Linked DNA regions of Mus musculus: all the other regions are linked to region 2. The links are chromatin contacts, called in public Hi-C, HiChIP or PLAC-seq and promoter capture Hi-C maps. All regions are on one chromosome and are shown on one strand. Each heading gives the region's core, a stretch centred on a gene start, on an enhancer-like site or on the middle of the called end of the contact. The rest is flanking DNA. Distances are from core to core; before and after follow the strand shown.

Region 1 (6,481 bases), core at 2,168-4,667, 220 kb before region 2:
AGGGATTTTTCTCCCCAAGTTAAGCCTGAGCATCCCTAACTCCAACCCCTGAGTTAAGATTCCTGGGAGACTTCCCTCCCTCCCTCCCTGAAGCAGTCCTGTAGCCCTTTGAGTTCTCTCCCAGAGACTTACTTGGCCTGGCTCTGAATCTCTGAGGTCTTGGCCTTCTCCATCAAATCTTTGCCATAATCAGTCATGCTCTGAAAGTATTGAGTGAACAGGCTCTGCATATCCGGTCCGTCTGCCTGTCTCTTAACCAAAGCTCCTACACAAACATAGATCACAGTCTCTGCATGTAGACTGCCAGCAATGAATCCCGGTCTCCCCTCACACCCCACAGGACCCACCCCAGCTTTTAGCCCCTTCCCCAAATTGGTGGCCTGCTACGTATTTTCTGTTGGTGGTTTTGAGTTGGTTTGGGTTTTTGGACTTTAGAAAGAGAATAATCTTCCTGTTGAGTCCACTGGTTGATGCACTCAACCTATACAAGAAGCACAAGAGAGTTGGGCAGCCAAGACTCTCAGTACCTTCTTTCCTTTGGTTTCCCCCGTATCAAAACCTCACCTTCCAGGCTACAGATGGTGACCAGCAGTGCGACCATTGCGAGCAGCTTCATGATGGCAGACTATGGCCTAGGAACAGTGCTGCTGGTGAGAAAGAACACTGCCGTCAGAGGGGCTTCAGCCCCTTGCAGGGATTCCCCCCCACCCAGATGGATGCTCACTCTAACTTAGCTCCTTCCCTCTCCACAATTAAAGTCCCATGCTCTTTGCACGTTGCCCACCCACAGCTCTGTTCCCTCAGCATACCGATTCTGTGCTGCAGTCCTTCCCGTCTACTCTGGGCTTGACTGGAGGTAGGGGCTATATACACATATACTCCCCCACCCCCACCCCGTCAGGTGATACGGAGAATGGCAAGTCCAGAAGGGCAGAGATCAGGCTGGAGTAAACAAGGGTTAGACATGGACAAAAGGACAAGCAAAAGGGACTCTTGGTGTCACAGTGAACCACAGGGGCATAAACTCTAGTGAAGGCCAATGTCTGCTTATGATTTATCCTTTTGGGATCAGGAGTTGATGGGTTTATATGTATCCATCAGGTAATCAGGATTCTAAGTTATTTTTCTGGAAAGCTCCAACATGCAGCTCTTAGCCCTCGTCATCTTTACCTTATTATGGACAAGTTTCATTTCCCCAACCCTTCACCCCTTCATAGCAATTTGGCAGAGAGGAATTTGGGAACAGAAGGAGAAAGGAGCAAGGCACAGTGGCACAAGCTTTTAATCCCAGCCCCGGGGAGTCAGAGGCAGATTGGTCTTTGTGAACTTGAGAGCAGCCCGATCTATATAGTGAGTCTCAGGACGGCACAGAGAGATTCTGTCTCAAAGGAAGAAAGGAAGAAAGAAAGAAAGAAAGAAAGAAAGAAAGAAAGAAAGAAAGAAAGAAAGAAAGAAAGAAAGAAAGAAAGAGGAAGAAAGAGGAAGAAGGGAAATGAATTGAAATAGGAGGTGGAAAGGAATGGGGGTTATGAAGATATAAGTCAGAACAGGTACAACTGCCTCTGTCCCTTTTTGAGTTAATGTGTAATGAGATAGGAAGGGGGCATGAACACCACACACACAAACACACACACACACACACACACACACACACACACACACACACACACCCCTCACGGACATACAAAAGACACACAGAGAAAATGCTGCATTGGAATTATTGTATTTGATAGGTCTCATGAATGAAATTCCTTTAAAATAATCATGAAATACAAGTCCATTTATGGGTTCTCATCAATGTGTGCTCCCTGCCTCCAAAAAACAAATTCAGAAAAATAGCCTCTGCCCTCCTGCTCCCAACCTCAGTAGTTAAGAGGCTCTGTCCAAATCAAGGTCAAAGGGCCTGGACACTTGATCCCCTTATCAGTTAGGTCCTGGCCCCTGGCCCAGTTCTAACTGTGTGGAAGGACAGAGGTACATTCGCTAGGCCCAGGGCTCTCCAGTGGAGTCAACTCAGTAGCTACTGAAAACATTCCTATCACTCACCTTTTTGCCACCAAGCTTACCCTGTGTGTACTGGAATATTAGTGAGAGATACGGGGGTGGAAGTGTGGAAGCTAGGGAGGGAGAGTGCAACCGAAGACCAAGAAATCTGTTTATTTTAGTTATGTGTTTTGCTTCCACGTGTATCTGTGTAAGAGTGTCAGATTCTCTGGAACTGGAATTAAAGTTGTGGGTGCTAGGATTTGAACCTGGATCCTTTGAAAAGTAGCCAGTTCTCTCTCTCTCTCTCTCTCTCTCTCTCTCTCTCTCTCTCTCTCTCTCTCAAACACACACACACACACACACACACACACGACTCTCTCTCTTTGCATGTATAAATGCAAACAACAGAAGGGTACATCAGATTCCATTACAGATGGTTGTGAGCCACTATGTGATTGCTGGGAAGTGAACTTATGACTTTTGGGGAAGCATCTGAGCCACCTCACCAGCCTCGTCACTGCTCTTACCCACTTCGCCATCTCTTCAACCCTTGCATATGCAATCTTGCATATTTCCAGTTGTCCTCTTGTGGACTTACCTCTAGTGTCACATCACTGCTTGCCCCTGGCCCTGGGGGGAGGAGCGTAACTTCAGGCTGCGGTTGTATTCTTAGATTTTATTTGTCTTTTCTCCATGTAAATAATAACTAGAGAGGGTAGCTGCTTCGGAAGCTAGTTCTGCCCACAACTCTCTCCTCGCCCTCAGAACTCTCACAGTCATTTTTTTTGGGGGGGGGGGGTCGTTGAGACAGGGTTTCTCTGTATAGCCCTGGCTGTCCTGGAACTCACTTTGTAGACCAGGCTGGCCTCGAACTTAGAAATCCGCCTGCGCCACCACGCCGGGAAGGCAAGGCCTGTGAATTCCAGCGGGGGAAGGGGGGACGGCGGGGGGCGGTAGAGGTCTGTTTTGGGGGGTTGGATTGTGAGTAGCAGTCCTTTGGAGGTGGTATAGAGTGGAGAGTTGTGGGGATTCTCCAGCCGGCTTTCAGGAAGGTGGAGGGTAAAGTGAACCACGTCTTCACAACCCCTGAGTGTGATATATTCATAAAATAGGTCTTCAAACTATAGTTTCACTTTTCTCACGTTCCGGTTTAAGGAACTCCATTGGTCTAATAGGCAAAATGCTCCCTCTAGTGTCTTGAATGCTCAAGAGTTTATCTCGACCTTGAGGAGGTTGGGCGGTCTTAAAAGGGGGCCTTCCACTAACGTCTAAAGGGCCACCCACAAACTCCCACTCGCCACTGCACTCGGACTGAAGCCCTGGGGCCTGCAGGCCTGCCACTCTTCTGTTTTCTCCTCTCCTATTGGTCACTAGTAAATTGAGGCACCTTTTTCATCATTGAGTGGGTTGGGTCTTTGGGCGCTTCCTTTGCCCATTTCCAAGATGGCGCCTACGGACATGCTTGGAATACAGGGTGAAGCTGCAGTTCTGCCATTACTCAAGATGGCTGCCCCCATCAAGATGACCGGGTGTGCCTAGGGGGAAAGAGGCTGCAGGATGGTCTGAGATGGTAAGGGCTAGTGTTCCATTGCGGGCAGACCCTTGGGACGTGGGAATGAAGAACAGAGAAACTAGAAAGTCAGCGGAAGCCTGCGGTAGTAGTTAAGACTAGATAATGGGAGAGCAGACGGGGGTGACAGGTGGGGGTGAGGGATCAACGATGGGGCGGGAGTGTGCCCGGGATTCAACTTTAGCATCGGTGTTCTCTCCCCCTACTGTTCCTTATTGCAGGTCTAGCATTGAACCATATGGAAGTTTCTGAAACTGGGGAGCCCGATGATGGGGGGTGGAGCCCGTGGGGGATAGAGGGAGCAATAGATTTTATCCCCAGGCTAACCCCAACCCCTCCCTGTCCTCTGGATTAAAATGGGGAACACCCTGGGCCTGGCACCGATGGGTACTTTACCCCGCCGGAGCCACCGTCGAGAGGAACCGCTGCCCAACCCCGGGAGCTTCGACGAGCTGCACCGGTTGTGCAAAGGTGAGACCGCAGCTTTTGGGTGTCTCAGGATGAAGGGTCATAGAGAAGGGGAGGGTCCTGAATGCTGATGTCCAGTGATGTGAACAGCGAGGGGAGATCACAGCTGGAGCATCCGGCAGTCAAAAAGGACCAGATGTTCAAAGCAGAGCGTTTTGTTGCAGGATTTGAAAGGAGGTCATTTCCTCCAGTGCTTCATATGCAATTGAAAGGGGAGTCCGTCTATGTAGTTAGGGGTCCTTATCTGTGCATGTTCCTTCCCTTCAGATGTATTCCCAGCACAGATGGAAGGCGTGAAGCTGGTTGTCAACAAGGTTCTGAGCAGCCATTTCCAGGTGCTCCCACTGGTCTGGCCCCTACTTACCCCCCTCCTCCCTGCTTGTCTCTGGATCCTCTTTACACCTATTAGTCCTGTCTTGGCTAGGCTATGTGGGACAAATGAGGGGAAGTGTGGGGTCCTCCCCCCCCAATGCCTTTAAGCAACAAGATGTGGGACTTGTTGCTTAAAGTCCAGTGGCCCTCTGCATGCGTTGGAATAGTTGAGGTTTTAAAAAGCCCCCTCTGGATGGAAAAAAAGGTCAAGGGTGGGAGACGGGATTGAAACGAAATAGAATGCTCTGTTCTCCGTTGTCTCCTCTTTCCTCAGGTGGCTCATACTGTGCACATGAGTGCCCTGGGCTTGCCAGGGTACCACCTCCATACCGCCTATGCAGGGGACTGGCAGCTTAGCCCCACAGAGGTGAGGGCTCCCCCACACTCGCGTCAACTGTGTAAAACGCACATGGACGTAGGTCTTGAGAATTTGGAAATGTGTGTGATCAGCAACTATGTTCTCAGTGCCTCTTCTGAACGCGAGCTAGTCCTGTGCAAAGCTGCCCGAGTTTGTCTTTGGCGTCCACCAGGGGGCACTGTGAGATGTTACTGAAATCCCTTCCTGTTCATGTGCCAATGGATAGAGCTACCTACCCATCTCAGCCTTCCTGTCTACGCTCCCTAACAGGTGTTCCCCACTGTGGTGGGGGATATGGACAGCAGTGGCAGTCTCAACGCCCAGGTCTTGCTTCTGTTGGCAGAACGGCTGCGAGCTAAGGCTGTCTTCCAGGTGACCCACAGTTCCTGCCTCCATCCACCGAGGCACCTCTCTTTCTCCTCCATGGGTATCCTGCCTTGGGGGACGCAGGGGGAGGAGGAGCAGAGGCAATACTGAATATAAACAGAGAGAAGGGTATTTTATTTGTTACTCTCCCCACCCAGACACAGCAGGCCAAGTTCCTGACATGGCAGTTTGATGGCGAGTATCGGGGAGATGACTACACAGCCACTCTGACCCTGGGAAATCCGGATCTGATTGGGGAATCAGGTGGGGAACTGGGACGGAGTTCTGGGGGTGGGGGGACCTTTTTGGCTAGGCTAGGGTGGGAATGACCAGATGGTAAGAAACTAAACCTGACTCCCTGACTCTTGCATCCTCTCTCCCTGACAGTGATCATGGTTGCTCACTTCCTGCAGAGCATCACCCATCGGCTTGTGCTAGGAGGAGAGCTAGTTTATCACCGGCGGCCAGGAGAAGAGGGGGCCATCTTGACTCTGGCTGGGAAGTACTCAGGTACGAGATCAAGTGAATGATGGTGAGGAGGAGAGACTCGGGGCTTTTCTGGGGTTCCTTTGCCTGTATCTACGATGGTAACTGCCTTTTCCCTCTGTTCTCCCCCACCCTGCAGCTGTCCACTGGGTAGCTACGTTGAATGTTGGGTCAGGTGGGGCCCATGCAAGTTATTACCACAAGGCCAATGAACAGGTAAGACTACCAAGCTCATCTCTTAGCCTAGTGAGTCAGTCAACCAGAACCTTCTGCCCCTCGAGTCTTCCCAGGCTTCTGGCCTATGATTCTTTCTGGCCTCATCTGGTCTACATTTTCACACATGCATTCCAGCTTGCTTATACCCTGCCAGAACTCCTGTGGGATTCATGGCGACGGGTCCTCCTCTCGTTCTTGTCCCTGCTTCTCAGGTTCAGGTTGGAGTAGAGTTTGAGGCAAATACAAGGCTACAAGATACGACCTTCTCCTTTGGTTACCACCTGACTCTGCCCCAGGCCGATATGGTGTTTAGAGGTGAGGGTTTTGAGACACTTAGAAGTGGTGAGGGATTTGGGGACATGCAGGGAGGGAGGCTCTACCTTACTTCTGTTGACTCCATACTCCAAGTCTGGCTAATCAACCGGGTCAATATACTTTTCCCCGGCAGGCTTGGTGGACAGTAACTGGTGTGTTGGTGCGGTGCTGGAGAAGAAGATGCGTCCCCTGCCTGTCACCCTAGCCCTTGGAGCCTTCCTCAATCACTGGCGAAACAGATTCCATTGCGGCTTCAGCATCACTGTGGGCTGAGGTTGTCCTGGGAGCAGCCTCTGCAGCAGCTGGAACCTTTGAGTCTGATACCCTAGGGCCAGAGACTAACT
Region 2 (6,627 bases), core at 3,736-6,235:
CCATAGCCATTTCTGCTTTTTTCTTTTTAACTTACTGTTACTTTTGGTTGTCAAGTTGATTAGGATCAGCTAAGAGACGAGCCTGTGGCTACATCTGTAAGGGACTTTCTTAATTAGGTTAATTGACATGGGAAGATCCACTGTAAATGTGGGTAGCAGCTGCTGGTGATAGCCCAGGTATTCTGAGATCTGAGGGAAAAGCTTTTGCTTTTTGAGTGTTTGGCATCCCATTCTACAAGTAAATTGGTATGCTGTAGTGTGATTTATCTTGTGAGCCTGGCCCTTTAAGAATTCTTAGCTGTTAGAACTGCTTGACCCTGCTGGTGGTGGTGCATGCTTTTAATCTCAGCACTTGGGAGACAGAGGCAGGTGGGTTTCTGAGTTCGAGGCCAGCCTGGTCTTCAGAGTGAGTTCCAGGACATCGAAACCCTATCTCTAAAAAACTAAAAACCAACCAAACAACAACAACAACAACACCCTGCTTGACCCTATAACCTTCAGTGCTGGTTACCTCTTGAATTTCAATGACTGGCTTTGGCATCCACATGGTGGGTAAACTGAGGCAGGCAGCTGTTAGGAGTTAACGCTTAGAGCTGCTGCTGCTGGGGCTGGATCCAGATACCTACAGGGGCTGCTGCCAAAGACAGCCAGGGATTAGAGAAGTCACTCAGCAGAGGGAACAATGCTTAACTTACTGGGGCTGGCACTTTCTATGGCCAGCAGGGAAAACTTTTAACTCTTTGAACTCTTTTAACCCCTTGGAGCCAGAACTTTTAACTCTTTGAACTCTTTTAACCCCTTGGAGCCAGTGAGAAAGAGAAGGAAAGAGAGAAAATTCACACACACACACACACACACACACACACACACACACACACACACACATGGTGTATGAAACAAAAGGCAGAGTCCAGTAACTTCATATACACAATATACATGCATATATACATACACACATACATAAATGCATACAGATCTACAGATGGTGTTTTATGTTTTAAAAAAGAGAAGGAGAGACTATGGCTGTAGAGCTAGGTATGGTGAGGTGTGGGATGGGTGCCTCTGCAGGCCCAGGCTGAGGAATCCCCTCCCCCTGCGGTATCAGCCATTTGATGGGTATAGTGTGGAATATATTTATTTATTAAATAGTTTATTCAGAAAGGGAGTTAGGAAGGGAGGAGGAGGAGGAGGAGGAGAGAGGCCAGCCAGAAACACAAAGTGGGGAGGGGAAGAGAGGGAGAAAGGGGTCAGGGAGAGAAGGGTGTCAGAGAGAATAAGAGAGTAAGAGAGAGAGGAGGGGGCAAGCAGCCCCTTTTATAGTGAGTCAGGCACACCTGACTGTTGCCAGGTAACTGCTGGACAGAGCCTAGAAGGAGTGCTAACAGAGGGACACAGATACATTCACATAGAGAATGGTTAGAGCAAAGCTCCAGCAAGCAGGCTCCAAGAATTTCACACATACACGTGCATACATAAATACACAATGGGTGGATAGAGTGAGCTCCAAGCCATACCCAGACAAGCTTTACATGTGTACATACATGCACACAGTTGATGGATGGAAAGGAACACTGTTGCAACCCCCATTTTCACAAACTTTACCCATATACAGAAAGAAACAATGTTCCAGCCACACATTTTTAAAAAAAGATTTATTTATTATGTATACAGAGTTCTGTCTGCATGTATGTCTACAGGCCAGAAGAGGGCATCAGATCCCATTTCAGATGGTTGTGAGCCACTATGTGGTTGCTGGGAATTGAACTCAGGACCTCTGGAAGAACAGCCAGTGCGTTTAACCTCTGAGGTGAAGCCATCTCGCCAGTCCCCAGCCATACATTCTTTCTTCCATAGCTTACATATCCCAGCAAAATCTTTCAAGCAGTATGCAATTACAATGTGATTACATTTTAGTTTTCTTCCAGTAAATGATTATGAAAATGATTATGGAAAACAGTGTGTTATCCAATACCTTTACAAGAAATAACTATGTAGTACAGGTAAAGAAAACAAATTATTCCCCAAAACCCATGTACATTCACAACCAGGCAACTTGTTATAGATTAACAAAGTGTAAGCAAGCAAGGGAGTTTTCTAAGCCAATTTCTCTTACTAGCAGGCAACAATCTGCAGTTACAAAGAAAGGAGCAATTGTTATTTATCTTTAAAAGTAATCTTGTAAAAATGTTAAAAGAAATCTTAACTTTTATATAAAAAACAGTCATATCTACTGTAAATCCTCAGAATGCATATCTACTCATCAGCAATTCTTTTTTTTTTTTTTTTTTTTTTTTGGTATTTTTGAGACAGGGTTTCTCTGTAGCCCTGGCTGCCCTGGAACTCACTTTGTAGACCAGGCTGGCCTCGAACTCAGAAATCTGCCTGCCTCTGCCTCCCAAGTGCTGGGATTAAAGGTGTGTGCCACCACGCCCGGCTAACAATTCTTAATAAATCATATCAGGAAGTTGAGGGCAAAAGTGGATATAAGAAATCAATTATTACCAGTCCAGCTTCAGTGAGAGTCACGTCAGCCAGTGCTGTCATTGTTCTTGTTCCCGACCATGTGCCTTTCTGAACTTCATATTGTTCCCTAAGATTTTTTTATTTATTTTTAACATATATATATATATATATATCATATATTACTACTGGCTCTGATATATATATATATCAGAGCCAGTAGTAAAAACATCTCAACTAGCTTCACTAACAAGTTTATTTTTCCACATGTTTTCTAAGGGTGGTTGTCACTGCTGACACTCTGTGTCTCTAAGTTCTTCTCTAGGGTGGTGATTGAATCATTAATCTGCTCCAGCAGCAATGTCTGAAAGAGATCAAGCATTAGTATTGTGAGTGCCAGAGACACTGCCCAGTGAGGGACTGGAAGCTCCCTTAGAATTTTCATAATTCTTAGATTAAGATGATGTGAGGGCAGCAGGCCTCACATGTGGTCCTCAGGGCCGTGCCACCCTGAGGCCCACCCATGTGGCTGTGATAACCTGTGGGCTGCATTCCGTGAGTTCTAAAGCCATTTGCTGTTCCTCCTGCATGACCCTTGGCAGGAAAGGGTATGAAAAAGCCAGCAGAGGCTGAGGAAGAGGATTGAGCCAGCAGAGGAGGAAGAGAAGGCAGTTGGTGCAGGAGATAGTTTAGGAGTGAGTTGAGGTGGGAGAGGCTGTAGCAGATAGGCTACAATGGTTGGGAGAAGGGACTATTTAGGGAAACTGAAGGAGGAACATTTGTAGGGGCTGCACTGGACACTGGGAGGACAGCTGACAGGGAGTTAAGAGAGCTGGTTATTGTTTGTAAGAAAAGCAAGTGTTGGGTTGGAGAGATGGCTCAGTGGTTAAGAGCATTGACTGTTCTTCTGGAGGTCCTGAGTTCAAATCCCAGCAATCACATGGTAGCTCACAACCATCTGTGATGGGTTCTGATGCTGTCTTGTGGTGGCATTTATTTATTATAAAATAAATAAAAATATTTTTTCTTTTTTTCTTAGATATTTTCTTCATTTACATTTCAAACACTATCCCAAATGTCCCCTATACTCTCCCCCCCGCCCTGCTCCCCTACCCACTCACTCCCACTTCTTGGTCCTGGCATTCCCCTGTACTGGGGCATATAAAGTTTGCTAGACCAAGGGGCCTCTTTTACCAATGACACTCCTCCATTGCTGGTGGGATTGCAAGCTGGTACAACCACTCTGGAAATCAGTCTGGTGACTCCTCAGAAAACTGGACATAGAATTACTGGAAGATTCAGCAATACCTCTCCTGGGCATATACCCAGAAGATGTTCCAACTTGTAATAAGGACACATGTTCCACTATGTTTATAGCAGTCTTATTTATAATAGCCACGAGCTGGAAAGAACCCAGATGTTCCTCAACAGAGGAATGGATACAGAAAATGTGGTACATTTACACAATGGAGTACTACTCAGCTATTAAAAAGAATGAATTTATGAAATTCTTGGGCAAATGGATGGATCTGGAGGATATCATCCTGAGGGAGGTAACCCAATCACAAAAGAAGTCACTTGATATGCACTCACTGATAAGTGGATATTAGCCCAGAAACCTAGAATACCCAAGATACAACTTCTAAATAAAAATCTTTAAGAAAGAAAGAGAAGCAGACATTAAAAGAAAAAACTAAAACAAAACACAAGACCCCCTTTTTACAATACGCCTCGCTTTCAAATTCACCTACCCTGTTGCTGCATAGCTGACACCCACCTCCGTCATTCACTGACATGAGAGCCTAGTTTCTTCTGCCTTTCACTGTGGGCTGAAGACAAGTGGCTCACTAGCAAGATTCCTGGCCTTCAGCACCAGGCTGGCACCGGGGAGGTTCCTAGTCTTGTGGACTGAACTATTAGTTCAAAGCCTTTCCATTGTAAAAACAGCCATTTGTTGGACCACTCAGACTGAATCATGGAAGCCCATCTAAGAACTGCCCCCTTCAGTCAGTTCTAATTCCCTGACTTACTACTGTAACAAAACACGATCTTTCTCAGTATGTGGTGATCACGAGATTTAGGGGAGACTCAAGCTTTCCTGGCACCAGGAAATCATTTTCAGTTAGCTTAAGCCAGAAATTCTCCAAGTTGCGCTCTAGCAGAGTCATCTGGAGAGCTGGGTCTCTTTCAAAGTTTCTAAGTTTGGTAGGGCCTGAGAATTTGCATCTCCAGCAAGTTTCTAAGCAATGCGGAGGCTGATTTTGAGAACCGTCGCTCTGAGGCAGTCATAGGATTCCACTCTCTTGCCAGGCATCGCGCTGATCACGTGAACATGGCTGGGGCCAACAAATCCCACTCTGCTGGATCCTGAGGTACAAGGATTGGCCAGTTCTCTGTCAGTCTTTGGACATGGTGCTATTGCACCGCACGCTGCCCGGAGCTGCTGCGGTCAGCTTCAGCATGCTTTCACAAGAAAAGAAAAGTGGCTGACGTGTTGAAGAGAGCGAGGCAAAGAGAAGGAAGTGTCTGCACTGTTGCGGGCACTGTGGTAGGCTAGAGACTGCTGCAACAGCAGATTGCAGTCATGGAGAGGTACGTTCCTTAAACAGGAAAAGCAAGACCACCCAAAACTGACTGGGGCCCAGCAGAGATGGCAACTGTCATTTACCTCATCAGAATGACGTCTCTATATGATTAGCCTTGTAAAATGCCCTTTTCCCTTCATGCATCTGTTGCTATGTCATATCTGAAATCTCCATATAAAGACAAAAATGGATAGTAGCCCTGTCGGGGAAACGAAAGGGATCCCAGCCCATCCCTGTGGTTCCCTGATTTTTTTCTCTGCCTTAACTCATGGATACTCTTTCCCTGCATTAAAGATTGCCCTAAAAATGTTGCCCAAAGTTCTGCGCAGTGTGACCATTTCTGGGGGCCTCACCCACTGCCTGAGTGTGCACTTTCGTTCTGAAATCAACTTCCTCCTAATTCCTTACTTTGCCTCATTAAAAGAAAAAGGTTTTCTGATGATGACGAGAGACTAGAAACACTGGGTAAAGGTTTCACCACCAGCAACAATATTATTACACGTTATCTATAATTTATAGTTACATGTTTAAGAAACTTGGTATGCCACATGGTAAAGCCATTTTTTTGGGGGGGGGTCTATGTAAGCTGTTTTCTGTTTTCTGTCATTTTGCTGTAGGAAGCCACCTAGTGATGCTCTCTTCCAGAACTCAAAGACTCTACTTAATGCAGCAGAGTCTAGAGGGACTGGGTTTCCAGACCTCAGGCTGAGGGCTATAATGTTGGCCAGTACTAAGCACTAAGGAATCCTTAATTCTAGATGACCATAAAGGCTAAAACTCAGGCTTCTGCCAAGATTGAAGGACAGGAAAATGTAGAACTAACTAAAAACTATGCATAGTTATACTCTCTATTTTCCAGAAGCACAAAAGAATCATGCTGTGTGTACTGGCATGTGTTTTGTGTGTCAACTTGACACAAGCTGGAGTTATCACAGAGAAAGGAGCCACAGTTGAGGGAATGCCTCTATGAGATTCAGCTGTAAGGCATTTTCTCAATTAGTGATCAAGGGTGGGAGGGGCCATTGTGAGTGGTGCCATCCCTGGGCTGGTAGTCCTGGGTTCTATAAGAAAGCAAGTTGAGCAAGCCAGGGGAAGCAAGCCAGTAACATCCCTCCATGGTCTCTGCATCAGCTCCTGCTTTCTGACCTGCTTGAGTTCCAGTCCTGACTTCCTTTGGTGATGAAGAGCAACGAGGAAGTGTAAGCGGAATAAACCCTTTCCTTCCCAACTTGCTTCTTGGTCATGATGTTTGTGCAGGAATAGAAATCCTGACTAAGACACCATGTTAGGGTACCAATTTCAGAGGCCTGCATAAGGACACTAGAGGGCACTGTTCACTGCTGCCAAGCTCTGGGGGAAGGAAGCCTGCCAGAGTCCAGCCCTTGGAAAGCAGACCAGCAGACCAGCTCACTCCTATGCCTCAACCTTGAAAAGCTTTATTAATCCCTAGACAGTGATCATTGGTGGTAATCCTTCACCTGGGACATACTCTTGCTATACGTGAGCTCTGCTTGCCTCCAATCTCTTGAACTTACAAATAACTTATAATAAACATTATACACACACCCTCCTCTTGTTGCCT
Region 3 (6,273 bases), core at 2,996-5,495, 250 kb before region 2:
ATTGAGTGGCAAGATGGTCAACTGATCCATAGCCAGTCCGTTTCAATCTGGGACAGTGCTGGCCCTTAAAGGGTCAGTTCTAATTGTGTGGAGCCAATATAAGCTCCCTCACCCCCTTATCTGTGCTATTTGTTGTCATAGGGAGTGGGAACCACACCAAGGCAGCAGCATTTCTTACCCCATTACATACAGCAGATAGAACACACATGGAGGACTCAGTGTGGCCCACAGAGAATATTCCAGAAATAAGCATCCAGTGAGAGAGGGCAGGAATTAAGTCTCTACTCTGAGAAAGGTGTCACCAGCTTACCATAACCATTGTCCAGGAAGTCAGTGATGAATCGGGCACTGCAGGGCGACCAGGGCTCTTCAGGGTCCACATGGGCCATGACAGGAGCCATGACATGGCGAGAGGAACCCCCCTGCCCATTCAAGTTAGTGCATGGCTTGGAGTTATCATGGAGCATGTTGAAGACATGGCCTATAAGAGAAAAGGTCCTGCTGGCATCTAGAGGGTCCATCCCGTGTCCTCCCAGGGCTCCATCATACACTTGGGTGCAGCTGTCGATGATCAGATCTACCTTCCCTGCCCCGCTCTCAGATCCCCTCGTGGTTCTCTGAAGATTCAATGTGGAGCCCCTATTGCCCTATCTTCTCTTCCCCAAAGGAAAGGCTCCTCTCTGCTTACTTTCCACTGTTGCTAACACTCCCAATCCTCCACTCCTATTCCCTTACTCTCGCCCCTTCCAAACATGAATACTCATGTATGTGCATACAGTTCAAAGTAAGTTTCCACCTGCTATTTTATTTACTAGAAGAATCCATGAGCCGGGCAGTGGTGGCTTATGCCTTTAATCCCAGTCCCTGGGAGGCAGAGGCAGGTGGATTTCTGAGTTAGAGGCCAGCCTGGTGTACAGGGTAAGTTCCAGGACAGCCAGCGCTACACAGAGAAACCCTGTCTTGGGGGGAGGGGGGAAGAATCTATGCTTGTCTGCACCCAGAGCACAGAGGGCTTCTGACCCTGGACTTAGGGCTGGGAAGGAAGATATCTTGGTACCTCAGTTTGTTCTCTAGTGAGCCCCTTATATCATTAGAGTATCCTCAGCCCCCCTCACATCCAGTTCAGGTGCCACACTGCCCCAGAGCTTCCTTACCCAGTTCATGAGCAGCAGTGAAGGCTGACTGGAGCCCATCATCTTCCACAATAGCACAGCTCCTAGCTGGATCACACACTGTGCCCACATCAGCCATACCCAGGGTGTCACAAGTGGAGACCCCACACAGGTCCTGTGGAGAAGGAGCACAGACGATGCTTAGGGCTGATATCCAGGTTAGCAAGGAACTAGACGCTGGGGCCAGCACGGTCAGGGCTCACATAGACACCCCATGGCTGTGCGGCTGGCGCCAGGCTCGTGTGTAACTCCAGGGGCATCTTCTCCATCATGGCCCGTGGAGTGGTTGTGCCTCTCTCTGGGTTGTGGTCCCTTTCCTGTGGTGCTGACTGAGGCCTTACCTGCCGGGTGAACAGAATGGCTGTGTCAAAGTGGTCAGGATCTGAGTCGTTAGGGGTGTTGAGGCCCCGCTGCCAGGTGCAGAAGCTGCGTAGGGTCTGGGCGGCACTTGGCCCCACTTGGGGCCCTTCCTGGCCGGACCCCAGGATCACCAGGCGCGTCACCACCAAGTTGACAGGGTTTCGGATGCTTGGGTGTTTAAAGGCTTTAGCGGCAGCTGCCATAACCGTCAGCAGGTAGCGCTTTAACCCTGTACCATGGAATGCTGCCATCTTGTCATCTGCTACCACCAGTGTCTCCACGAATCTACTCAGAGAAGCGAAGCGCTTGAGGAGAAGAAGAAAAAAAATGAGAGAGAGGAGGGTCCTGAGATCTCTCTCACCTCCCTTCATTCCGGGGTCTAGAATTCAGCCGAGTTAGCTGGCCCTCACGTGTGCCTCAGGATTCCTGAAGTGACTGACTGGTTTGGGCCCTCCCCCTAACCCCAAATCCCAGTGTTTTTGTGGTAATGTTGAAGAATCAGCTGTCGTTCTGGAAGAAGAGGAGGCTTGCCACGTTTCATGGCTAAGTGGGCCCCAGAGGTGAAAAGCAGCTGGGACTGACTCAGGGAGGAGGGGCGCTAGGGTCCCCAAGTGTGGCGGGGCTTGTGGGAGTAGGACTAGAGGCTGAGCTGCGGCGACGTGTCTGCACTGTGTGGTTGGAGGAACAATTCAGTCAGCAGCTAGGGCCACAGCCAGATCTCAGCGTGGCGGGTGTGGAAGGAGTGTCTGGTCTGGATTAAAGCTAGAGGAAGGGTGGGGGGAGAAGAAGGGGGGAGACCAGGAGTGGGAGGGAGGGAGGATAGTGCCTCAGGCAGCCCTGCAGTCAGCCCACAGTGTGGGAAGAAGATTGACCCAGAGGTATGGGATGCCAGCCTCCTCCTGCCCTAGTTTGCAGTTTACCAGAACAATTTTAAACGGAACATCAGAAGCCAAAAACTCAATCCCCCGGGCCTCAAATTTTACTCCTGTAGCTGGGGGTGGGGGTAAAAAATCACTGGGGCAGAGAAAAGAGCCTAGGCCAACAGGCTGTTGGGAGAGCTTTACTGCTGGGAACTGTGTCAGCAGGAGACTCCAGGGCCAGGAAGGGGCGGGGGAGAGAGGGGGAGAGGTCATTCCGGCCCAGAGAATCTGACCTACCTCAGGGAATCCTCAGAGCAAAGCAAAGGACCGAAGCAGGGAGTAGCCAGGATTTTTCAAAGAAAGGGTAGTGGAGATGGGAAAGGCAGAGAGAAGGAGAGAAGTTGGAAAGCTGCAAGTGGAAGTGGGAGGAGAGAGGGTGAATAGGGGTCAGTAGGGCAGACATGGCGGGAGGAATGATACGGGCACGGGGCATGATCTCCAGAGTTGCCTACCTTGGTTCTGCGGGAAATGGGACTCGGGCTCCCAGAAGGAGCCTTGACGGTGCACATGGGACCTTGGCTGCTGGCAGGACTCTTCCGGCGTAGGATGTGAGCCCCCGGTCCCCCAGCAGAGTTAAGGGCGCCTCCTTCCAGAGGCTGGAGGTGGAGTTCGGCCCCACGGTACTGCAGTACCCCTAATAGGGCTCCCCCGTCCCAGTGCAGAGATGCCACCGACTCCGGATCTCCATTGATGGTGCCAGTCAGGTAGGTACCTGGCTCTGCCCCACCCAGCATCTCAGGTGCCTGGCCCAGGTACTGTACAGTCAAACCCTCTACCTGCACCCCAGGGTCCTGTTCTAGTTCTAGTAGCAACATCTCCCCAAAGGCTGGCAATCGGTACAGCAGCCTGGCAGGAACGCCTGATCCAGGTAGGATGCTACTGCCATTGAGCTTCTCTGGAAACACGATCTCCTCCTCCCGGGGGAGGGGGCTGGCGGGCCACGCTAAGGACAGGAGGAAGGCCAGCAGCAGCAGCCTCCGCCACTGCACAGTGTGAAGCGGCAAGCAGGGTTGGAATCTTTGCAGCCAGTGCCCAGTCAAGCCCCTCCTGGGATGCAAGCCCATCTGGGACATGGTACCCGGGCTGCAGCTGGGATGGATTGAGGCCATCTGCGGCACCAAAATGCTCCACACCCTAACTGTGGAAGGCTCCTCGTTAAAGCCAGAAGGGCTTTGGGGCTTGTGCCAAAATCTGAGGCAAAGTTTTTAAATGGGCTAGGGACTTTCAGAGAAGATGAAAAAGAAAACAGCCCCTGGGCTCAGGAAAAGTGCCCACGGGTTCTTTCTGCTCCAAAACTTCCTCCTTTGCCTTTCTGTCCCAGGTCTTTGTCTGTGACTCCTTGGCTTCTCCCTCTGCTCAGCTGTCTGGCTTTGCCTCAGTGCTCGCCCTGTCTTTGCCTCCTCCTCCTCCTCCTCCTGCTGCTGTCTCTTTGTCTCTGTCTCTCTCCTCTTCTGTCTCTCTCGTTTCTGTGTATCTGTGGGTCTTCCCCGGGTTCTCCCCAGCCTCTCTCCCCTCCAGCTCTTTTAAGCATCCAGAACCGCCCTCTGTGTGTGAGTGGCAGATCTGTAAGCCACTCAGCCAGAAGCTTGGTCACTGGGACTCTGAAGGATGGAGGATGTATCATTGCTTCCCAAAGACCTTAGTGGTTTTCTTTTTTCCTTAAAAAAGAAGGGGGGGGGGAGGGAAGGGACTTGCCCAGGGGAAGGGAATCTCTAGCAAGCAGATGCATTTAAGGCACTGAGCCAGCTGATGACACATCTTTTTTCCCAAATCCCACCATCAGCCCTCAGCTGTCTCTTTCCCGGTCTTTTTTTTTTTTTTTTTTTTTTTTTTTTTTTTTTTTTGTGGGACAGAGCCCCAGGGGAGGTCAGGACTGGGGGAAAGGGTCTGGACAGCAGTCACAGATGAGACTCTGTCCTGGGAGAATTCAGGTCCTTCCTATCCAGCCTGGTCTAGCCTATGCTTCCTCACTTCCTTGAGGAAGTCATTTATGCTACCCTTTACCCCAGAGGCTAATCTGTTAGAGCCAAGCTGTCTGGGTTTAAAAGGAAGTGGTGAACAGGTAAGAAAACATTAGGAGAGAAAGAAGAGAGGATGGGACCAAGGCACTGAGAAGAAGAGGTGGTACACACAGGAAGGCAAGGAGACAGCTGTTAGAACTTTGTTAGAATGGAAACAAGAAAGAAACAGACAGAAAAGGAGGAGCTAACTACTTGTCTTTTTATAGGAGGAACATCCAGAGTAGGTCTGTTCTCATTCATTCTCCTTCTCTCCCTCCCTCCCTCTCTGAAGCCCCCCCCCCCCCCCCGAGTTACCCCAGCGTCTAAAGCATAGAACAGCCATTCCACCCTAGGCCTCCTCCTCCCCAACTTCCTGAGTGCCCATTTCCCTGGCTCAGCTCCCAGGAGATTCCCCCAGGCTCTTGGCCCCGTTCCTACCCACACCCAGCTACCCCAGCACACCCCCACTACCTCAAGTCAGCCAGACCCTCACCTAGACAAGACCTGCGCTCTCTCTCTCTCTCTCTCTCTCTCTCTCTCTCTCTCTCTCACCCAGAAGTCATCTCTGCTACTTCCTTGACCCCACCTTTCAAATCCAATAGTTCCTGGAATATCTAGTAATCTTTGACTCCTCATTTCCCATGGGGGGAGGGGAGGAGACACACACACACACACACACACACACACACATCTCAGAGAGAGAGAGAGAGAGTGAGAGAGAGAGAGAGAGAGAGAGAGAACCTGGGATGGGGATAGTGACCAGTATGTGTATGTGTGTGGGTGTTAGAGGAGGGAACTAATGACTCTTCTGCTTCCAGAACTGGGGGGGACTAAGAAACCAAAGCACACTCTCTCAAGGCAAGGAAATGAAGCATTCAGGAGCGGGGCAATTTCTGCTCACTCCACCCTATGGCCACTTGTTTCCCCAGGAAATCCCCAGGAAGGAGAGTACACTCAGCAGTCCCTTCCCTTTCCCAGAGAAGCCCCACCTCCCCTGCCCCTGTCCCCTTATTCATTCTCTGCCTGGTCAGCTCCTGTCCCCCACATCATATTCCTCAGAATGCTTCCTCTTCCCCCTCCCTTCCTGCTCCCGTCACTAATACCTGTCCTGGTGCCTATCACTTCCTGAACTACCCACCCTCTGGTGATTTCCAGTCTCACCTCTTGACCCATCACATGCCCTGACCCTCCCTGGTCCTGAGCAGAGGGGCTGAGGCAGGAGGAGTCAATCACACAAGGGATGAGGGACCAGAAGGGACAGGGGCAAGAGGAGCTGTCACCAGGATACTCTTATTACCCCTTTCCATCCCCCCATCTGAGCTGAGAACAAAGAGTGTGACTAAGCAGTGAAAGACAAAGGGCCACAGAGTGGCAGCTACAGCACGTGGGGAGGGGGGTGCTGGCAGAAGGAGAAGGCACAAAAGATGCAGTGTCCTAGGTAGCCCCCCAAGAGTTCTCATCCCAGTTCCTGCTTGAACTACCCCCAGGGCTAAGCAAGCTAGAGTCTGTCTTGACTTCACATAGGATGGATTAACACAAAAATGAGGAACCCCCCCTCCCATCATCACCACATTTTGTGTTTAAACTATATCTCAGGAAGAAAGGCCCAGAAAAGGAGAGGTGGCTGTAGAGGGTAAGGGGACCAAGCCTCTGCCTTGACTTTCTGGGGACCACCTTGTCTACACCAGGTCTTGGTCAGTTCCCACAGCCAACGGATCTCTGGCCCCACCCTTTGGTATGCTTCCCATTAGGTCAATTTTTAGCCTAGAAATCTGGCTTTCTCCTCTTCCTCTGCAACAAAGAATGCTCGGTGCCACTCCC
Region 4 (5,967 bases), core at 2,045-4,544, 130 kb after region 2:
TCTTTGACAGTTTCAATCACACAATCACCACACATCTCCTTCCTCCTTTCCCACCCTTAACCCCCCACCCCCAACTTTCATGGTTTTTTGTTTCTCTTTTGTGAGCGGCTAACTTTAACTAGCACTATCTCTGAGCACGGATGTGGTTGAATCCAAATCAGATCCAAGACTGACAGTAGAAATCTTAACTTTAATCTCTATATCCCAATGTTTGGCTTCCCTCTTCAGGGTAATATATAACTTATAGTGTAATGCTGATCTGATAAAATCTAATAGTCTGATGAGACACAATAAAACTAAGGTGTGATTTCATTAGTTTCTTTTTTTTTTCCCTCAAGCCAGTAGTGATTGGTAGGTTACCACTAGAGTATAAACTAAGGCTTACCAATTATCTCCAGGTTACATATTCATGACCAATAAATGGTTTTACTCTTTTAATGAACATACTTTCATAGTGACCTTGGAGTCAGGTTTGAATTTAGAATTGTGAAGAATTCTGCAAAAATAAAAGTTAAGTCTCCCCAGTGTAAAACTGGTAGCTTTAGGAACAAATTAAAAATCCCTATAGTTGGCAGACTTACAAAGTAGGCAGTTATACAGACAAGACTTAGGTTTCTTCAACATCTGGCACCAAGGGAAGTGGGCCTATGGAAGTCAGTTAAACAGCATTGATCTAACTTCATTTGCACAAGCCAACTCTAGATAGACATTATAATTTCATTTTTACGCGTATGTGTGTAAATTTGTTTGAGTTTATGTGCCCCACATATGTGGAGGATCCCTTGGAGCAGAAAAGAGCGTCCTGCCCCCTGGAACTAGAGTTACAGATGGTTGTGTGCTGTCATGTGGGAGCTGAGAACTGAACCCAGGTCCTCTGCAAGAATAGCAAGCACTCTTAACATAAAGGTTCTGGGAGGGAGGATAGATGAAACAGGAATGACAAATGGTTGAGGCTGGGGTGGTAGTAGCATGGGGATCCACCATACTTGTCTTTGTTAAATGTTAAAGGGTTACTGTCTGAACAACGTAAGACTCTTTTAAGTGGGAAATCCTAAGAAGCAAGCACACAGGCCAAGTGTAACAGTAACCGAATTCAGCAAGGGTTTTGGGCACAAGAGTGTGGTACAAAAGTCAATAGTGTCATTATATTCAAGATACCACGTAACAGAAATAATGAAAACTAAACTATAAAGTATGAAGAGGAAATCCTTAATGACCTCAGAATAGGCAAGGATTTCTTAAAATACAAGTATCAGACCCATAATAAAAGGTTGACAAATTCACTACACTCACCAGCTAGAGAGAGCAGAACCCCTATAAATAAAGACAAATGCTAAGCTAGGAGAAGATGCAACATATACATCAGTAAAATGAATTAAGTAGGCTATGTGGAGACCTACCTGCACATCACTAGGAGAAGGGGACCGAGTAGCACACTTTATGAAAGAGTGGGTGGGTCACAACAGGGCACAGTCTAATGAACATGAAGGAATTCAGCCAGAGAAATGTAAACTATAGTCACACCGATTCATAGTGACAGAAATTGTAAAAGTCTGATCATATCTAGTCTTGGCGTATATGTTGGTGAGGATGTAAACTGCTAATTTAGCAAGTGACCCAGCACACATGTGAAAGGCAGAGTTGCAGAGAATATATCTTATGTACTGGTAAACAATTCAAAGACCCAGATGTCCGTCTCAGGTAAACAAGTATGATGCTATGTATTTAAGGGAATGTAGAAATTAAAACCCCGAGAGAGCTTCAAAGAGTAATGAATGCCTAGTGACAATAATTTGGAGAACATTTCCGTGTTATACATTTATGTGAATTAAAAAAGAAATTCCCCAACACTCAACATATATATTTACAAACAGGTTTAAACATGGTAAAAGTAAATATAAAAAATGGACTAAAGGCTGGGCGGTGGTGGTACACGCCTTTAATCTCAGCACTCGGGAGGCAGAGGCAGGCGGATTTCTGAGGCTACAGAGTTCCAGGACAGCCAGGGCTACACAGAGAAATCCTGTCTCGAAAAAAAAATTTTTTTTTTAAAATTTATATATATATAATTCCAACGACGAAAGGAATGTCATTTGTCGTAGGGGGACTTCAGAATCGCGAGTGTGCGTGTGTTCGTGTATGTATGCATGTATGTGCACGCGCGTGCTGCGTATTGCACATGCATGTGTGTATGTATGTGTGTATGTATGTGTGTGTATGTATATATGTATGTATGTGCGCGCGGGCGGTGCATTGCACGTGTGTATGCGGGTGTGGTCCCAGCCGGACTTCACGAATTCTGACCTGGCTTTCCTCTCACCTTGTTGCATTCCGCAATCGCAATCGGTAGTAACCGCAGCCACGAGGAGCTCGGAGGATTCTGGGAAGCATTTATGTTTGTTTGTAACCATGGGAAAAGTTCCTCTCGGTCCTAGAGGGATCCGTGTTCATTCACCGTCTGGGTTTGAATGCAGTCCCTGGCTACTGAAATCGAGTAAAACCGAAAAGTAAACAACACTAAGTAGGTTCTCGAAACTGTTGTTTCAAATTGCTCACATTTTCCAGTTGGAATCCGTGATGCATGATTCTTCTCTAAAAATATTTAGAATTTTGGATTTTAGTAATAAGAGATTGACAGCTTATTGCGAGTTTTAGAAACTCTTCTTTAGGAGGTAAGTGCGGACATGGAGAATTTATCTTATATATTTTCTTTGTTTAAATTTGTTTGAAGGTGGGTTTTCTACAAGTATTATTTGTGAGAAAGTTTACCTCGGATTCTGTCCCAGTAAAGGAGTGGTTCTAACACATGTCGGAAATTTGTATTTTTCTTTATTTACCGTGTACGTGGAAAATTTTTACAGCGATTGAAAAGCATTTATAAATACAGAATCAGGTTTACTGTCAATTTCTAATTTCGTTCTGAGATGTCTATATCGTAGTATTAAGCACAAAGAACAAGCCACTATGATCAGGAGACTTTTCAGTTTTAGTACTATCAGCGAATTTTAACAAAGCGGTAAAATCTGCGTGCTCTTCGCTCAATTTAAAAAAAAAAAGAGAGAGAGGGAGAGAGAAACAAAAAAGAACAACCACAAAACCCCACAGCGGGACAGAAAGTGCTGAAATCCTCGTAGGGAAATATTTACTCACAAGTCTATTGAGTTTGCTTATCTGCTGACGTCTCCTTAGCTTTGGATCCCAGTTCCCGCGTGCGGTGAGATAGTTTGCCTCCGCCCGGCCACCGTCCGTGTCAGCGTTCAGCTTATTTTGTCCTCCGGCCGCCGCCGTTTCAGGTTACTCACCCATCCGAGTTGTGAGGGAGAGGTGTCTGTTTCGGGGAAGCCGGCTTGTGTTGCCGGCGCCATGGAGTCGCCTTTTAGTCCGGTTCTTCCTCATGGACCAGATGAAGACTGGGGTGAGTGGATCTGCGAATGTACCCGAGCTAGGTCGGGCCGCGTCTGCGGGTTTTTTTCTCCTCCCGATTTCCGCCCGGTGGCGGTGACAGGTGTGGACGACCCGTGTCCGGGGAGCGAGGCCACGGGTTGAGGGTCGTAGAAGAGGCTGGCAGAGCCTCTGGGCTTCTGTCCTGGCCGTAGCAATAATGGAATGATGTTCTAATTGAAATTGCTGTAGTTTTTCAGCGTGTGTTCCTGGTGGAAATTCCAGGTGATCGTGAGGGACCAGAACTTAGTAGGATGATGATTGTAGCTGCCCCAAAGGCTCCAAGCTATTTTCTCAGACTGTGGGCGTGTGGCTGGGGAGCGCTGAGTGTGTGTGTGTGTATGTGTGTGTGTGAGTGTGTGTGTGTGTGTGTGTGTGCGCGCGCGCGCACTGAACGTGTACGAGATATGTTGAGAAAACTTGGTTAAAATACAGAAGAAAATCCTTGGCTCCCAGCTTGAACTGTTGGTTTAAGACATAGATCCAAATTGGCAAAGAAGAAACTCTCCCAAGCACCTGACCTCGTGTCCCTGATTACTAGATCTAACACAAACTGATGTAATCCTGACTGCTGTCCAAACACAGCTCTGAAATCTCTTGTTAAGTCTATTTTTAGTGTTCAGGAAGGATGGACCAGAGAATGACAAGGAACAAGCTTTGGCATCCAAATCCTTAGAGAAAGCTGATAGTCCCTTCTCGATTTCAAGACAGAATGTTAACAGGATTATGTGTGTTAATATGTGAATGGAGTTCTGTAGGTGGCTCAATGGATCCTGTAGTGAGACTACATTGTCCTTCAGTTTTGGGGACACTTTTTTTTCATGGACTAACATTCCACTATAACATGAGTGGGCCCTCAACTAGGAAGTGTTGGAATCCTAGTTTAATTTAACAGTGGCAGATGCTCTCTACAATTACAATCTATAAAAGGTTTATTTTAATCTTTGGGCCGATTTTGACAACTTTCTGGAAAAAAAAAACCTTTAAATGTTCATTCTCCAGTTCATTTCCCCAGCTAAATGCTTTTGTTATAGTAACAGCAGTCACTTGTTTAGGACTTTATTTTGCTAAGCACACTACATGTGTTATTTATGTTATGTTCATAACAGTCCAATGAGGTCCCGCCATCCTATAGATGTTGAAACAGAGGTTGACAGAATCTGTTCTCTGAGTCTTAGACGAGTAAGTGATAAAGTAGGATCAGAACCAGGCTTATCTAACTTTGAAGTCTGTGCCTCTGGTTTTTCTACTCTGTAACACTTGCTCCCCCCCCCCCCCCCAAGCCTAGATTCTTCCTAATGCTAATGTTCTTAACAAGTCTACTTAGATATGTTGGGTAGTTACAATTAGAATTAGTTTTCTCAATCATTTGACCATTATGTTTGTGGCATTTCTTAAAGTATAACTAAAAGGCACTTCCTGATGGTATCGTTTTTGTCCTAGAGTCTGATTCTCAGCTGCATTTTCCTAACTCCTAATCTTGATTCTTCAACAATGCGCAGTTCTTTGTAGTCAGCTGACTGACTCCTTTCTCAGGTATCCTGCCCTGTCTCCTCTTGAATATGTCATTTCCCCAATGTTTTTTAGCCTTCCCTTTTCAGACTGTTAACAGTTGTCTCTTGGTTCAGTACTTTTATTCCCTCAGGTGTTCAGTAGGTAGGATAGATTTTGCAGGCATTAGAGTTGAACACTACTGTCTACTAGGGCTTCTTAATAAAATAATAGGTTCTTTGGTAGTTGCTGTTTTGAATTTTTGGTCAATTTACTGATGTATTTAGTAGTAATTTTAACAGCTGTACTGTTAAATTTTAAAAATTGGCTTTTATAATTGGTATTTCTTATGAAGAACAACTTGTACAATTTGAAGGACGTTATCTCAGCACAGGGTACGATGGGATGTACTTCTACTTTTTTATTTTCTAAATGTGATTAATGACACTTAGAGCGGACATCTGCAAGTGGTTTTTGAAAAGGTTCAGAGAGCAGCTATTTTAGGCATCACTGTCCTGTGGTCTCTGTCGAAACTGCTCTGCCACAGGGAAGAAACAGCCGTAGCAGAAGGTATAGATGGGCAAGCATGGCTGTGCTCCCACCAAGGCTATGGAGACTGGCATTTGGGTTACACACAAGTGCCTTTTGTTAGAGGCCATTGTGTAGCCCAGGCTGGCCTCAAACTTCTGATGTCCCTGCCTTAAGCCTTTGGAATGCTGGGATTACAAGCGTACAGTACCATACCTTGAGGTCTTTGAGGCAAGGTCTTGCTATATAGTGTAGGGTAGCCTACAGCTTTCAAAAGTTTCCTGCCTCTTGCTCCCCAATTATATTTAATGTGTCACTTAATAATCCTTTTTAAAAGTACAGCTTTAGAATTTTAGAGTAATTTAGATAGTACATGCAGTTCCATATATTTCTCTCTACTGTTCCCTCTACTGATGACATCTTACATTACTATGCTGGTTAGGTTTTTTGTTTGTTTTTAATTTGACACAAGCTAGAAACATCAGGAAAGAGGGAACCTTTATTGAG

The links. Promoter capture Hi-C pulls out the DNA fragments that hold promoters and counts their contacts. A called contact is a pair of places that touch in the nucleus more often than the background predicts. HiChIP or PLAC-seq counts read pairs in DNA pulled down with a chosen protein or histone mark.
Region 1: a promoter capture Hi-C map of the HPC-7 cell line shows a contact between it and region 2, with 5 times the contacts expected there. The contact joins the promoter of Tomm40l here to the enhancer-like site in region 2. A contact is called at or near these places in 11 of 39 promoter capture datasets (the 3T3-L1 cell line, 3T3-L1-derived adipocytes, the C10 cell line and 6 more), 1 of 15 datasets of contacts at CTCF or cohesin (large pre-B cells), 10 of 484 Hi-C or Micro-C datasets (the Ba/F3 cell line, CD4 T cells, the G1E-ER4 cell line and 6 more), 5 of 115 datasets of contacts at active chromatin or transcription factors (the HPC-7 cell line, bone marrow-derived dendritic cells, large pre-B cells and 2 more) and 3 of 9 other capture datasets (adipose tissue, liver and pancreatic islet).
Region 3: a Hi-C map of the HPC-7 cell line shows a contact between it and region 2, with 3 times the contacts expected there. The contact joins the promoter of Adamts4 here to the enhancer-like site in region 2. A contact is called at or near these places in 3 of 39 promoter capture datasets (the C10 cell line, the HPC-7 cell line and HPC-7-derived erythroid cells), 1 of 15 datasets of contacts at CTCF or cohesin (large pre-B cells), 9 of 484 Hi-C or Micro-C datasets (B cells, the G1E-ER4 cell line, the HPC-7 cell line and 4 more), 3 of 115 datasets of contacts at active chromatin or transcription factors (the HPC-7 cell line, bone marrow-derived dendritic cells and neural progenitor cells) and 3 of 9 other capture datasets (adipose tissue, embryonic stem cells and liver).
Region 4: an H3K4me3 HiChIP or PLAC-seq map of bone marrow-derived macrophages shows a contact between it and region 2, with 4 times the contacts expected there. The contact joins the promoter of Atf6 here to the enhancer-like site in region 2. A contact is called at or near these places in 16 of 39 promoter capture datasets (the 3T3-L1 cell line, 3T3-L1-derived adipocytes, the C10 cell line and 10 more), 1 of 15 datasets of contacts at CTCF or cohesin (CD8 T cells), 5 of 484 Hi-C or Micro-C datasets (B cells, bone marrow-derived macrophages, embryonic stem cells and 1 more), 20 of 115 datasets of contacts at active chromatin or transcription factors (the 230-238 cell line, the HPC-7 cell line, the SCID.adh cell line and 10 more) and 3 of 9 other capture datasets (adipose tissue, liver and pancreatic islet).

What each region holds. Positions count from the first base shown.
Region 1 is chr1:171,219,450-171,225,930 of GRCm38.p6, reverse strand. Tomm40l (translocase of outer mitochondrial membrane 40-like) reads left to right here and starts at 3,417. Exons shown (of 10, transcript NM_001037170.2): 1 at 3,417-3,556; 2 at 3,778-4,027; 3 at 4,292-4,359; 4 at 4,671-4,763; 5 at 5,025-5,126; 6 at 5,279-5,384; 7 at 5,508-5,630; 8 at 5,746-5,822; 9 at 6,035-6,137; 10 at 6,271-6,481. The coding sequence starts at 3,913. The coding sequence ends at 6,410. It overlaps Apoa2 (apolipoprotein A-II), which reads right to left and starts at 877. Exons shown (of 4, transcript NM_001305549.1): 1 at 810-877; 2 at 565-644; 3 at 133-265. The coding sequence starts at 616.
Region 2 is chr1:170,996,704-171,003,330 of GRCm38.p6, reverse strand. No RefSeq gene overlaps it. Among named protein-coding and RNA genes, the nearest start is that of Gm10522, 16 kb to the right of the region's middle. Within about 2 kb of position 4,985, at least 167 of the 459 cell types and tissues checked have an H3K27ac peak or open chromatin away from gene starts, as enhancers often do. A contact at or near this core is called in B cells, the Ba/F3 cell line, CD8 T cells and 14 more, where this site is marked.
Region 3 is chr1:171,248,101-171,254,373 of GRCm38.p6, reverse strand. Adamts4 (a disintegrin-like and metallopeptidase (reprolysin type) with thrombospondin type 1 motif, 4) reads right to left here and starts at 4,245. Exons shown (of 9, transcript NM_172845.3): 1 at 2,905-4,245; 2 at 1,514-1,837; 3 at 1,155-1,287; 4 at 311-481. The coding sequence starts at 3,525. It also overlaps a transcript of Ndufs2 not described here.
Region 4 is chr1:170,865,098-170,871,064 of GRCm38.p6, reverse strand. It overlaps Atf6 (activating transcription factor 6), which reads left to right and starts at 3,294. Exons shown (of 16, transcript NM_001081304.1): 1 at 3,294-3,415. The coding sequence starts at 3,364. It overlaps Gm9929 (a long non-coding RNA gene), which reads right to left and starts at 3,235. Exons shown (of 2, transcript XR_003948181.1): 1 at 3,151-3,235; 2 at 321-2,484.